Regions from separate parts of the Mus musculus genome. Here region 2 is linked to region 1. The links are chromatin contacts, called in public HiChIP or PLAC-seq maps. All regions are on one chromosome and are shown on one strand. Each heading gives the region's core, a stretch centred on a gene start, on an enhancer-like site or on the middle of the called end of the contact. The rest is flanking DNA. Distances are from core to core; before and after follow the strand shown.

Region 1 (5,695 bases), core at 1,413-3,912:
AGGCATGAGGCTGTGTGCACTTGCTTTCAGTTCTCTAGGATGTGGGCTGGGGCAGATGCTAGTTACATAGTAACTGAGGGACAGACAGCTTTGCGAAAGGGCTTCAGCCCCCACTGCATTCTTGCCAGAAGTGTATGAAGGTTCCGTTTCCACCACATGGTCAGGGAAGTTACCAGCCACAGAAAGGTGTGATGAATGTTAAATCGACTTCTCAGTAAGTGTAAACCTTTTAGGATTTGACCAAAAATTTGTATTCAAAGGCATAGTTTTAGTTACAACCTTATAAATCTAAATGGTTTGTAAGAATAAAACTTCCAAGTGTAAGACTAAAACTTCCAGGCTTTACCATGCAACCAAGAGCACAGAGCAAGGATCTCAGGCTGGAAGGGTTTAACTGTCTTTCTTAGGGTGCTCCTAAAACTTGAAGTAAATTTACAGTACATGTTGTGGGGGTACACTCTTGTTATCCCAGTACTTGGGAGATACAGGCAAAGGGATCAGGTGTTCAGGGCCAGTCTTAGCTACAGGAGACCCATGTCAACAAAAACAAACAAAACAAAGTAACAAGTGGCTGTTGGGGTGGAGGGGGGTGTCTTAATTCTGAAGGTTTCTGGAAGCAGTAATGCTTGAGCACTGGTTCAGTCAAGAAATCTTGTAACAAAAATAAAAAAACAATATGTAGCATAGAGGCTGTGAAGAGACAAAGGCAGGAAGATACTCCAGAAGAGGAATGGAGATGCTCCTTCAAACAGGACATATGTGCTACTGTGTTTCCATATGACCTGACACAGCCAGACAAGCCCTTACTTCTCTCTCTCCCCATTCGACACTGAACTTTTAAGTGTCTCGTGACACTAGAAGAAGCCACTGCATGCTGGTGTCTGTCATATAATTTGCACTCAATATATGTTGTTTGTTAAAGTTAGTATTAAAGTAACAAGTCCCAAAACTTAACATTTTGGAAATAGTATTCGATGTGGAGCATATGTCTAAGTTTTGCTAGCCAGATTGTGGGATATCCAGTTACGTGGTCACTGTGCCTCGATGTAATAGAATAATATTGGGCCCAAGTGGGCACACATAGACACATAGATGCATATACATGTGGTCACACATGCACATATGTACACACACATACACACACACATATACACATAGGCACACACACTCAATTCATCCATATTAGGCCTGGAGATTCAAGGAAAAGTTCCAGAACCCAAACCCTTCTGTGTATTGTGTTGCGTGTTGTGTATGTTCTCAAGGTCTGTCACCCCTCACTCCTTCAGAAGTAGTGAAAGAACACATGAGCCTTGCACTATGTTAGAGTGTCCTGTCTCAAACTTGAAGTTGAGTTCTGCCACCTGAATGCTGTCCTAACCTTGGACATCTACTGTGATTTGTAGCTCTCTCTTGATTGTGTCAGAGGGCTCAAGGTCAAGTTCCTATCAGCCATAAGGAGGAAGCACTTGGAGAGAGTGGGGTGACTTCAGAACAGCCCAGGAGTGCTTCTCTTTGCTTGCCCAACATGCACGTATTCCATACACATAGCCTGCCTGGGACAGCGCTCCTTCACTGGGTTTCAGTTCTGAGTGGCACATTACAATAAAGGCTTTAGGACCATACACCCGACCCAGTCCAGCACCTCATGGTTTTATATTTAACCAGTTATCGCTTTATATGCAGATGCTACAAAACTGGTTTATTTTTTCCACCTAAGCTCATTATTTTATTTCCTTAGGAGTGACAATGTTGTTTAATTATCATGAACTATAGTTTAAACATCTTTCCCAAAGAGCTGTTCACAAGTGCCTATTAAGAAGCCCAATTAAAAGATACACTTTTTAACTTTTGTACAAATCTTTGCATTGTTTATAGTTTGGGAAGCCATCTATATCATTATAAACTATCTCCTTGCTAAAAGATGTTAAAGAGGACTGTGCGGCAGTAAGAGCCAAGATTTTAAACTCTACTAAAAACAAAACAAACCAACAAAGAGACTTTATCTATTTATGTTCATTAAAAAAACTAATAGTGATATATTATTTTAAAATATCATACAGTTAATATATTTGGAGTTATTTAAAATTTATATTGAGAAAAATGTATGTATTTTCAGTATTGCTGTTAACAAACATCTACACAAGACTGTTTAACTGATTGTTGTTTTATATCAAACAACTTTTATAATACTCATTTTTAATTGTTACAATATTTAAATTTTAAAGAATATAATAAAAAATGAAAGGTATTGCAGGTTTTGAAGGGGGGCCTCTCCGGAAGGAGTTGGGGTACAAAAGGGAAAGAAGCATGTGATGTAAGTCTATTTACTCAAAATATGTTTTTATATGTTAACAAATTCAGGTAAATTGAAATTATGTATCTCTTTTCATCGTAATGCAAAAAAACTTAAAGGGAAAAAAACAAAAATAAAATGGGGACTCATTAGAGACTTAGGCACACACACACACACACACACACACACACAAAAGACTGTGCAGAGCCGAGAATGAAGATTTTGAGTGACTTTCAGAAGGAGGCATAATACAGCTCTTGATTTTTCTAGACTTTTCCTGCGAACCGAGGAAGGGAGGGCCATCAACATAATTATCAGTGCATTCTAGTCTGGGAAAGTCAGAGGCAGGCCGGGCTGGAATCACTCCTGGGACTCTCAAGTCTGATGTCACTTGTTTGGCTCGGCTCCCTTGAAAACTATTCACCGGCCAGTGTGAACAGGTCTGGAGAGAAGGCTAGGTGTCACAATCATTTCCAGGATGCCTTCAAGGAGCACAGTTCTTCAGCACTGCATTCTGGGTATCAGACTGACAACTGTCGAGTCTCAGGCACGACTTGGAAAGAAGCATATATATTTATATATTTACATATATATGTATACACACGTATTATTTAAAATCTCCGTGGCCATTCTAAGCACCCTCTCCTTTGAGCAAGTCCCCCCTCCCCCTTGGAGTCATGTTGGATGGCAGCTTGAAATGGGCTTCCATGAAAATACCAAAGCGAAACCACCATATCAACTTACTTTTTGATGCTGGCATAAAGCCCCAAGGTCAAGTGACTTATAGGAGAAAGGGCATATGGTCCCAGACGAGCGTCCACAGTGGCCTGAGGGGTATGGCAGCAGGTGGCAAGAGCTGGAAGCTGGCTGGTCACATTTCCATCTGCATACAGGAAGCCATTGGAGGCAGAGAGAGGAGAGGGTCCCGGCTATAAAACCCCAAAGCCTGTCCCCCAGTGATGCCCTTCCTCCAAAAAGGCTGAATCTCCTAACCTCCCCAAACAGTGCCACCCCTCTATGACCCAGAGCTAAATCTGTAGGAGAGAAGCAGGGAGGGGCCATCCCAAGATACCGAGCGTCTGTCGGTGCCCTGTGCTTCCCTGCTCTCCCGTAAGAATCTTATTCCCTCCGTCATGTCTGCCTTTCTATAATGGTTTCCTTGCTCCCTGAAGTCTTGGAGTTCATTTCTCTGCTTCTGTTCAGAGACACCTTCATAGAAGATTCCCACTGTAAGAGTAACACACACACACACACACACACACACAGCCTCCACACCATCTAACACACATCTATCAAATACTATGTGGCTGTCAGAAACCGCTCAGAGTCCTTAAGCTACAGCACACAAGGCAAGAGTGTCCCACAGGGCTGCCTTTTCTTTCCCATAGGGCATTCAACTTAGCTCGTGACAACATCCAGCCTTGAACATGCCTTGTGGGTCCCATGTTCCAAGGGGACATTTGTTATGCATTTCTCACATCAGGGCCATGAGATTCACTGGCCCACTTGCTGCAGATATGAAGAACACATCTTTTGTCTATATCTGGTCTAATATGCCTTACGTGACCCACGCGTGCAGCAGCAAATTGCAAGCAAACCAGCCATTGGGGTTGGAGCTCTGTGGAGGAGCATTTACCCAGTATGTACAAAGATGGGCTAGCCTTGGGTAAGAACACAACAGTGACAAAAATCTTCTTGTAAATGAAAACAAAACTGATTTTTTGTCTCACCTGAGATAGCGTTTAGCTGTTGCCTTTGGGGAGTGCTGGTACTTTAGGCTACAGTAGACAGGGGGTAAGAAGAGGGACTCTGCCCCGTTAGGCCTTTGAAAACTGGAAAGTTTTCTATGCTATTCGTAGGTCGGTGACCGCAGACTTGAGAGTGCTTTCAAGTGTGACTGGCATCCTTCAGATTCCCCTTGTGCGTTTCTTAACTCTAGACAATCAAAGGAGTGATAATTTGGTGGGGCTGGAGAGGAGAGATGGCTCAGTGGGTAAGAGCATTTGCTGTTCTTTCAAAGGATGAATGCTTGGGACCTAGCATTCACCTCAGGTGGCTCACAACGAGCTGCTGTGGATTCCAGCTCCAGCGGGTTTGACACTCTCTTTTGTTCTCTGAGGGCACCCACACTTATGTTCATAAACCCACCACCCCTACACACATATAGACATAACTTTAAAAGTAAAAATAAATCTTAAAAAAAAAAAACCCTGAGCTCCGTGGTTTGTAGCGTTTGCTCATTCCCATGGTGTAAACACTTCCACTGTGGCTGACCAAAGGCTCCAGGTCTGACTTCAGCGAAAGTGCAGGAGCTCAGAATTATCTACTGTTTCCCTTAAATGGGTCTATGGCCGTACATCACTTGTGAGAACAGTAAAAACCTAAAGAAAGTAGAGCAGCTAGGACACGGTAAGTGCGGGCTATTTATCACCTCTGCTTTAATACAATTTAGTTAATTGCAAATTATGCAGTTTAGATTTTAGCAATGGCTGTGCTTGACAGCTGGCTTGCAAAGTAGCTGGCAATTCATCATTTGGCTCAGAGCTGTCAGGGTAAAGACAGAGTAGCCATCAGTGATTCCCCCTGTTTTCCTTACTGCTCCGAGAGAGCTCACACGCTGGCCTTTCCTCCCAAACCTATCTGGAACCAACCCCTAACCCCTGCTACCATCACAGAGGGAATCCCACCCATGTCCCTGCTGAAGCCACCCACGTGCTGTCCCCTTGGGAGGCAGGTGTCTACAGCCTATCCTGTGCCCAGGAGCCGGTGTGCTTCTGCAAGTGTGTCCCCTGGCTCACCACACTGTGTCTTACATCCCTAGGAACCTCTGCCCACCTCCAAACCATCCAGCTGAGGCCTCCTGACCTCTCTCTTGCTCACACTGTCTCTCTGGAGCATCCTGTGCCAGCCACACTGATCACTCGTTCTTAACAGATCTGTCCCACAGGAACTTCAGGGCCCCAACATTTGCTCCCTCTGCCAGAAGTGCCCCCACAACATTTTAGGGCTGGCTCCTTTTTATCATTCAGGGTCCAGCGAAGTATCTCCTCCACAGAGAATCTCCTCTGACCATCCTAAGGTAATTCCTACCCCACATAGCTCCACCCCTCTGCCCCATCTCTAGTCTCCTGAACTCAGGCATATCACGCAGCTTCGGGATGTGTGGAAGCAGCTGTAGCTTTTCCCTCACAGGGTTGTGAGGATCCATCGAGTTAATATATGGAAACTTCGTTTGCTGCCTGGACTATCCTAAGCACGGCGCATGCTTAATTGCTAGACTTATTATCACTATTATTGAATATTATCAATGCTCCATCTCTGTGGTTATTAAAGCACTTGAACACTTGGCCTTGTCTAAAGGTATTGGTCTGTTTGTTTGCATTCTGTCTCTTCCTTTGGTGT
Region 2 (5,695 bases), core at 1,209-3,708, 48 kb after region 1:
CATTCCTCTGAGGCTTCCATTTCCTTCCTGGCCTGGCTCCCCACTGATACATTGTAGCAGTGAGTTGATACATTGTGAGTTGCAAGATGAAGTAAACCCTTTCCTCCCCATGCTGCTTTTAGCCATGCTGATTCACCAAGCCATAGGCGCCCTAAGACAGTGACACTGACAGCAGGGTCCACAAACAAATACTTGATTTTTCTCTGCAGATTTCTCCATACTCCCTTAAATCTGAGCCTTGAACTTACAACCTTCCTGCTGTCATCCCTCGAGTAGCCAGGCCCAACTAGACCCAAGGGCCCAACTAGAAGCTGTGCTGTTAATATGGATAAAGAGCTAATTACAGGTAATCTGCTGGCTCACTGATTTCTGTTAGATTCATGTCTGCCGGGCTGTCCATGTCATGTTCTGTTTGAATACCAGCTTTTGTCAGTTCCTTCAGGAATTCCTCATAGTCCTAGGACTGCACCACCGAGGGATGGTGGACTTCCTGGGCTGCACTGAAACCCGCGTGAGTGTAGCACACCATCCTGAGTGGAAACGGAACGTGTGCTTTCTGTTCTGCCTCTGACTTAGTGACTTTAATCTGTGCGCTGCAATTTTCTCACTGGTGTACAGAAAAAAATGTAAGGCAAATGCTGAGTCTCCTTAAGTGCCTCTGTAGGTACACAGCAGACAATAATTAGCTTAGATTCTGAGGGAACAGCAGGAAGTTAGATTCAGAGATCCCAACCTAAGATTGGGCATCCTTTATTATCTCCCTTAACATCTTGGCTACATAATTTCCTTTTGAATAAAGTTTCCAAATGTTAAAATAACCATAGAAGAAAGTCTAAACTCCCCATGGAACTGGGACTTTTTTTTTTTTTTTTTTGGTTTTTCAAGACAGGGTTTCTCTGTGTAGCCCTGGCTATCCTGGAACTCACTTTGTAAACCAGACTGGCCTCAAACTCAGAAATCCGCCTGCCTCTGCCTCTCGAGTGCTGGGATTAAAGGCGTGAGCCACCACTCCCCACTGGGACTATTTCTTAGTAGCTGCACACTGTACTTTGTCCTAAATGGTACTGCACGAAGGTATACAAAACCTTACCCATTTAAAGTTTGAGAATAGGTTGAGATCGTTTCGGCCCCAAGACCTCTAATCATTCGCTTTACCGGATAAAACTGCGTACGTCGGGAAAAGAGCGAGAGCGCCAGCTATCCTGAGGGAAACTTCGGAGGGAACCAGCTACTAGATGGTTCGATTAGTCTTTCGCCCCTATACCCAGGTCGGACGACCGATTTGCACGTCAGGACCGCTACGGACCTCCACCAGAGTTTCCTCTGGCTTCGCCCTGCCCAGGCATAGTTCACCATCTTTCGGGAAATAACCAGGTTTACCCATCTCTTCTGAGCCTCCTGGAGAGCACCAGATCTATAGCTGCCTGTCCTAGCACATTGCAAGTGCTAAAAGTAGCCCTTAAAGGTTGCCTGGGTGCAACTGTCCATCTCTATCCAGCATGCCAACACCCCCTGGACATTTAGCAAGTGTGAAGACTCACTGGGAGCCTCATAGACACTATTATTTAAACACAGGGTGGTGCACACTTGTGATCCCAGCACTTGGGAGGTGGAGACAGGAGGATTAAAAAGTCAAGGTCTTCTGTGGATACACGGCAAGTCTGAACCCAGCCTGGGCTGCATGGGACAGTCGCAAGATATAAATGAGAACAAAGGGCTTTTAAAGACAAACAAGCATGCGAGGTGTCATGATTAGCCCAGCCTCTCTACAAACAGTTATTTCATTGTTGAGTTTTAATTAATTATTATTGTGTGCAGCCATGTGTATGGTCTGAGAGTCACACGTGTGGAGGTCAAGGGTTCATCTCTGAGGAGTCATAGATAGCTTCCACTGTGGATCCTGGAAATCAAAATGAGGTCAGCAGGTTTTCCCAGCTCAGTCACCTCACTGGCCAGGAACAATTATTTTGAATGCGAGTACCTCAATAAGAAAAGAAGTTTTTTATTTTTCTTTTCTGGTTTTTTGTTTGTTTTTCTCTTTCCTTCCTTCCTTCTTCCTTCCTCCCTCCCCCCTCCCTCCCTCCTTGCTCCTTTCTCTCACCCTCCCTCCTTTCCTCCAGTGCTCCCTCTCTTTCTCCCTCCCTTTCTTCCTTGTCGGTTGGATTACATTAAAAAAAAAAAAAAAAAAAAAAGCTCAATTTAACTTTTGTCAATGACTCCACAGCTTTTATTTAGTGCAGCCGAGCCCATTTTGGATTCAGTGATCTATTAATTAAACACAAGCGGTTTAAGCATTCATCACCTTGTCTTGTACTTCCTGGAAACAAAAAAGTAAAGCAGGCTGGCATTCCCATCACACAGGCCCTGGGCGCCAGGTCCCTGTGCGTTGGCAGTTGGCGACCCCCCTCGGGTCCCCCTCCTGCCAGTGTTTTCCACTTTTGCTCAGCCCAGTCTCAGCAGACTGGGCAGGCCCAGCAGCAAGGCCCAGGCGCAGGCACCACCGAGGGAACATGGGGCGCAAGCCGAGCCCCAGGGCTCAGGAGCTGCCTGAGGAGGAGGCGCGGACCTGCTGTGGCTGCCGCTTCCCGCTGCTGCTGGCACTGCTGCAGCTGGCGTTGGGCATCGCGGTGACCGTGCTGGGCTTCCTCATGGCGAGCATCAGCCCCTCCCTGCTAGTCAGAGATACTCCGTTCTGGGCTGGGATCATTGTAAGCATCAAGTCTGTTCGGCCTAAGCACCAGCGGGCATGCGAGCCGCATGGTGGAGTGGAGACTAACCCAGCTGCATGCGCCCCCACCCTGGCTGCACCCCTAACTGCTTGGAGATTGACTTTGGGCACACTTGGGCTCCCCAGAGGAAGGCTGGGAGCAGGATTCTGGCTTTCGCCTGCCTGAGGCTTCTTGCTCCTCCCAGGGCTCTGACTCAGTCTACAGGGGAGGCCCCGTGGACATCTCGCATAGCCTCAAAGATAACTGCAGGCCCACCCTGTGTGGCTTGGTCCTTGTCTCATTCCCCAGGCCCCACGTGCGTCTGCATAAGTAGCACTGAATGAAGTTCATCCTGGGAAAAGCAGGGTAGGAAAACCTTAAGTTGGAGTTGCCACACTGGCTTTGTTAAACTACAGTTCCCTTGTAAGAGTCATGAATCACTTTCCTAAGGCAGGGCTGGAGACGACTGCAAGCACAGGCTTAATCCACACAGTGTAAGGTGGGCTGAAGCTTTGCTGGCTCCAGTGGAGTTCATTTGGGGTTGTACTAATGCCAGATGCACAGTACTCTGTTGGTGTGTGAGTTCTTGAAAGTAAAATAGATACGGCGTACGGAATACCTACTGTATGCCGGCTCTGCCAGAGATCTCCCCTGTGTTTGTAACTTCACATCTTATGGGACAGTCCTCAAGTTAGAGAAACCAGGCTGGCCCCGCCCAAGGTCATGAGCTGGGAAAGCAAAGGCAGGACTGGCTTCTCTGTAGCCGAATTCTGGCTATGCTAATACTTACCTTATTATCTAAAGCCAATGCTAAATTCTCAGGCTGTCTCGTTTGACCCATGCAACGGTGGGGATTGTTATTCCACTCTGGACACGGGGAAGCCCATTAAGATACCTGACGTCCTCAAGCCCAGAAGGTAAACGTGGCAGAGTCAGGAGAAATGAACATGGCCCCTTGGCCTTCCAGCTCCCCTCTATCCTTACTGTTGCTGACCACACACACACACACACACACACACACACACACAACCCAACATAATTTTGTATGGGACAGAACCTGAAGACACCTGATGCATATTCATAGGTGCAGATATTTTTAAATTAAGATTATTCAAACTCACAAATCTTTGCAGAGTAATTTAAAATGTTTAATTTGTGTACTGAGAATTCCCTTGAAATTATCGTGATTGGAGTTTTCTAAGTCAAATGATTTTAAAAATAACCTCTCATTTAGACATACTGGATATTTTGGTCGCCTCGATGGCTGTCAACATACTCCGGGGAAAATATCTGTCCTTGAAGGCCAGGCAAAAGGAAGGAACAAGGAATGAGGGCTGGTTTTGAAAACCAGCTTTTATTTCACTTCAGAAAGGCCAGTTCCAAAGAAATGAGTTAGATAGGGGGACAAACTGTGTTCTAATGTTTACGGCATGGCACAAAAATCCCAAAGCTTCAAGAGTCAAAAGCTCTGGCGAAATTCCTGATGGCTTTCTGGGCGTGGCACGAAGAGCTCTTTCTCTTGTTCCTTCTTTATGCTAGGGTTAAGTTGAAGTGCACCCCTAGCCTGTGGCCCCACTTGGCTTTTGAGAGAGACCCGGCAGAGGCTGTCCCAACCCACCCAGGGAGTCTCCTAGAAGCCATGTGGGGCCATGCCTCTTGTCAGCAGGATGAGGGCTGTGGGCAGGGTGTCACTGTCTCTCAGACACAGGGACCCTGTCCTTGTCTGACCACAGTGTGGTTGGTCTCCAGACACCCTTCTAGGCTGTCAGGGAGGGAGAGACAGATGGTGAAGGCAGGTGTGTAAACACCGCACCTGGTGCTCAGTCCTGGCTTAGATGTTATTTGCTGAATAACTGTGGGCAAGTTATTTAATGTCTCTAGGTTTCAACTGGGGGGGCACTCAGTGTGTGTGTCTGTGTTCATGAGTGTATACATGTGCTGAGAAGGAAGGCATTGACCTGTGAAGGTCAGAGGGCAACATTGTGATCCATTTCTTAGTCACTTCTCCATTTATTTATTTATTTATTTATTTATTTATTTATTTATAAGACAGTCTCTCACTGAACTCAAATGGTCTAGTCTCACCAAGTGGACTAGACCGGCTGGCCATGGAGCCCCCAGGATGTCCCTGTCTCTGCTCATGGAATGCTGAAGTCATAGACACTTGTAGTCGTACTGATCTTTTTCTCTGGCTACTGGAGATAGGAGCTCAAGTCTACATATCTCTGCATGGGGTGCTTTACCTGAGCCATCTCCCCAGCCCTGCTTTCCATTCCAGCCCTCAGGTTCAGCCTGAGGAGTCAGCAAGTTACTGTGTGCAAAGCCCTAGGCACAGTGCCAGCCCATAGTTAGCAGGTGATGATCTATCTCCCTGCTTTAGCTGTTAGGGGAACAGTCGCCGGTGGTGGTCTTCCTCAAGGTTCGAGCAACCTTGGATCATCTCCAGGGTGGCAGAATAGTCCCTTTTGAATCTCTCTGTTTCACAGATCACTTTGAGCCCCAAAGGAGGTATTGCTTTGGCCATCTCACCTTTCTCTGTTCCCAGCCAAGGCACCGTTTAGCAATTTCAGCACTGTGACATTAGCCTAGTGCATCCTGAATCTCTCTGGAGATTGATGATAATGAATGTGGAGGGGAGAATCTCCCAGGGGTCATTTTCCGTCTTGGAGGAGTGATTCTAGTCTGGTATATACTAGGGGACCCTGAAAAGTTGCCCTGTGCTAAAGGTGAAGGCACACTACCAAACCCACTGCTGAGCAGAGCCACGCCCACTTCCCGAATTGGGGAATGGTGTTGTTGTGGGGGCATCCAGGCTCCGGGGCAGTCTTCACGTCTCTTGAGAATAAGCTTCAGTTCTCAGACTCTCCTTTCCTAATATCTTCAGGTGTGGGTACTGATATTTCCCTAACACAAGTTGGATATCGGGGCAGATCCACACAGGTAGGCTTCTCTTTGACCGGAGCCTTGTAACTTGCTCAGTGACCCTG

The links. HiChIP or PLAC-seq counts read pairs in DNA pulled down with a chosen protein or histone mark.
Region 2: an H3K27ac HiChIP or PLAC-seq map of heart atrium shows a contact between it and region 1, with 6 read pairs. The contact joins the promoter of Sspn here to the enhancer-like site in region 1. A contact is called at or near these places in 8 of 39 promoter capture datasets (3T3-L1-derived adipocytes, cancer-associated fibroblasts, cranial neural crest and 5 more), 1 of 15 datasets of contacts at CTCF or cohesin (the NIH/3T3 cell line), 12 of 484 Hi-C or Micro-C datasets (beige adipocytes, brain, cortical glia and 8 more), 5 of 115 datasets of contacts at active chromatin or transcription factors (T-cell acute lymphoblastic leukemia, embryonic stem cells, heart atrium and 1 more) and 2 of 9 other capture datasets (adipose tissue and pancreatic islet).

The regions. Positions count from the first base shown.
Region 1 is chr6:145,883,784-145,889,478 of GRCm38.p6, forward strand. No RefSeq gene overlaps it. Among named protein-coding and RNA genes, the nearest start is that of Bhlhe41, 21 kb to the left of the region's middle. Within about 2 kb of position 2,663, at least 18 of the 459 cell types and tissues checked have an H3K27ac peak or open chromatin away from gene starts, as enhancers often do. A contact at or near this core is called in heart atrium, where this site is marked.
Region 2 is chr6:145,931,664-145,937,358 of GRCm38.p6, forward strand. Sspn (sarcospan) reads left to right here and starts at 2,459. Exons shown (of 3, transcript NM_010656.3): 1 at 2,459-2,708. The coding sequence starts at 2,511.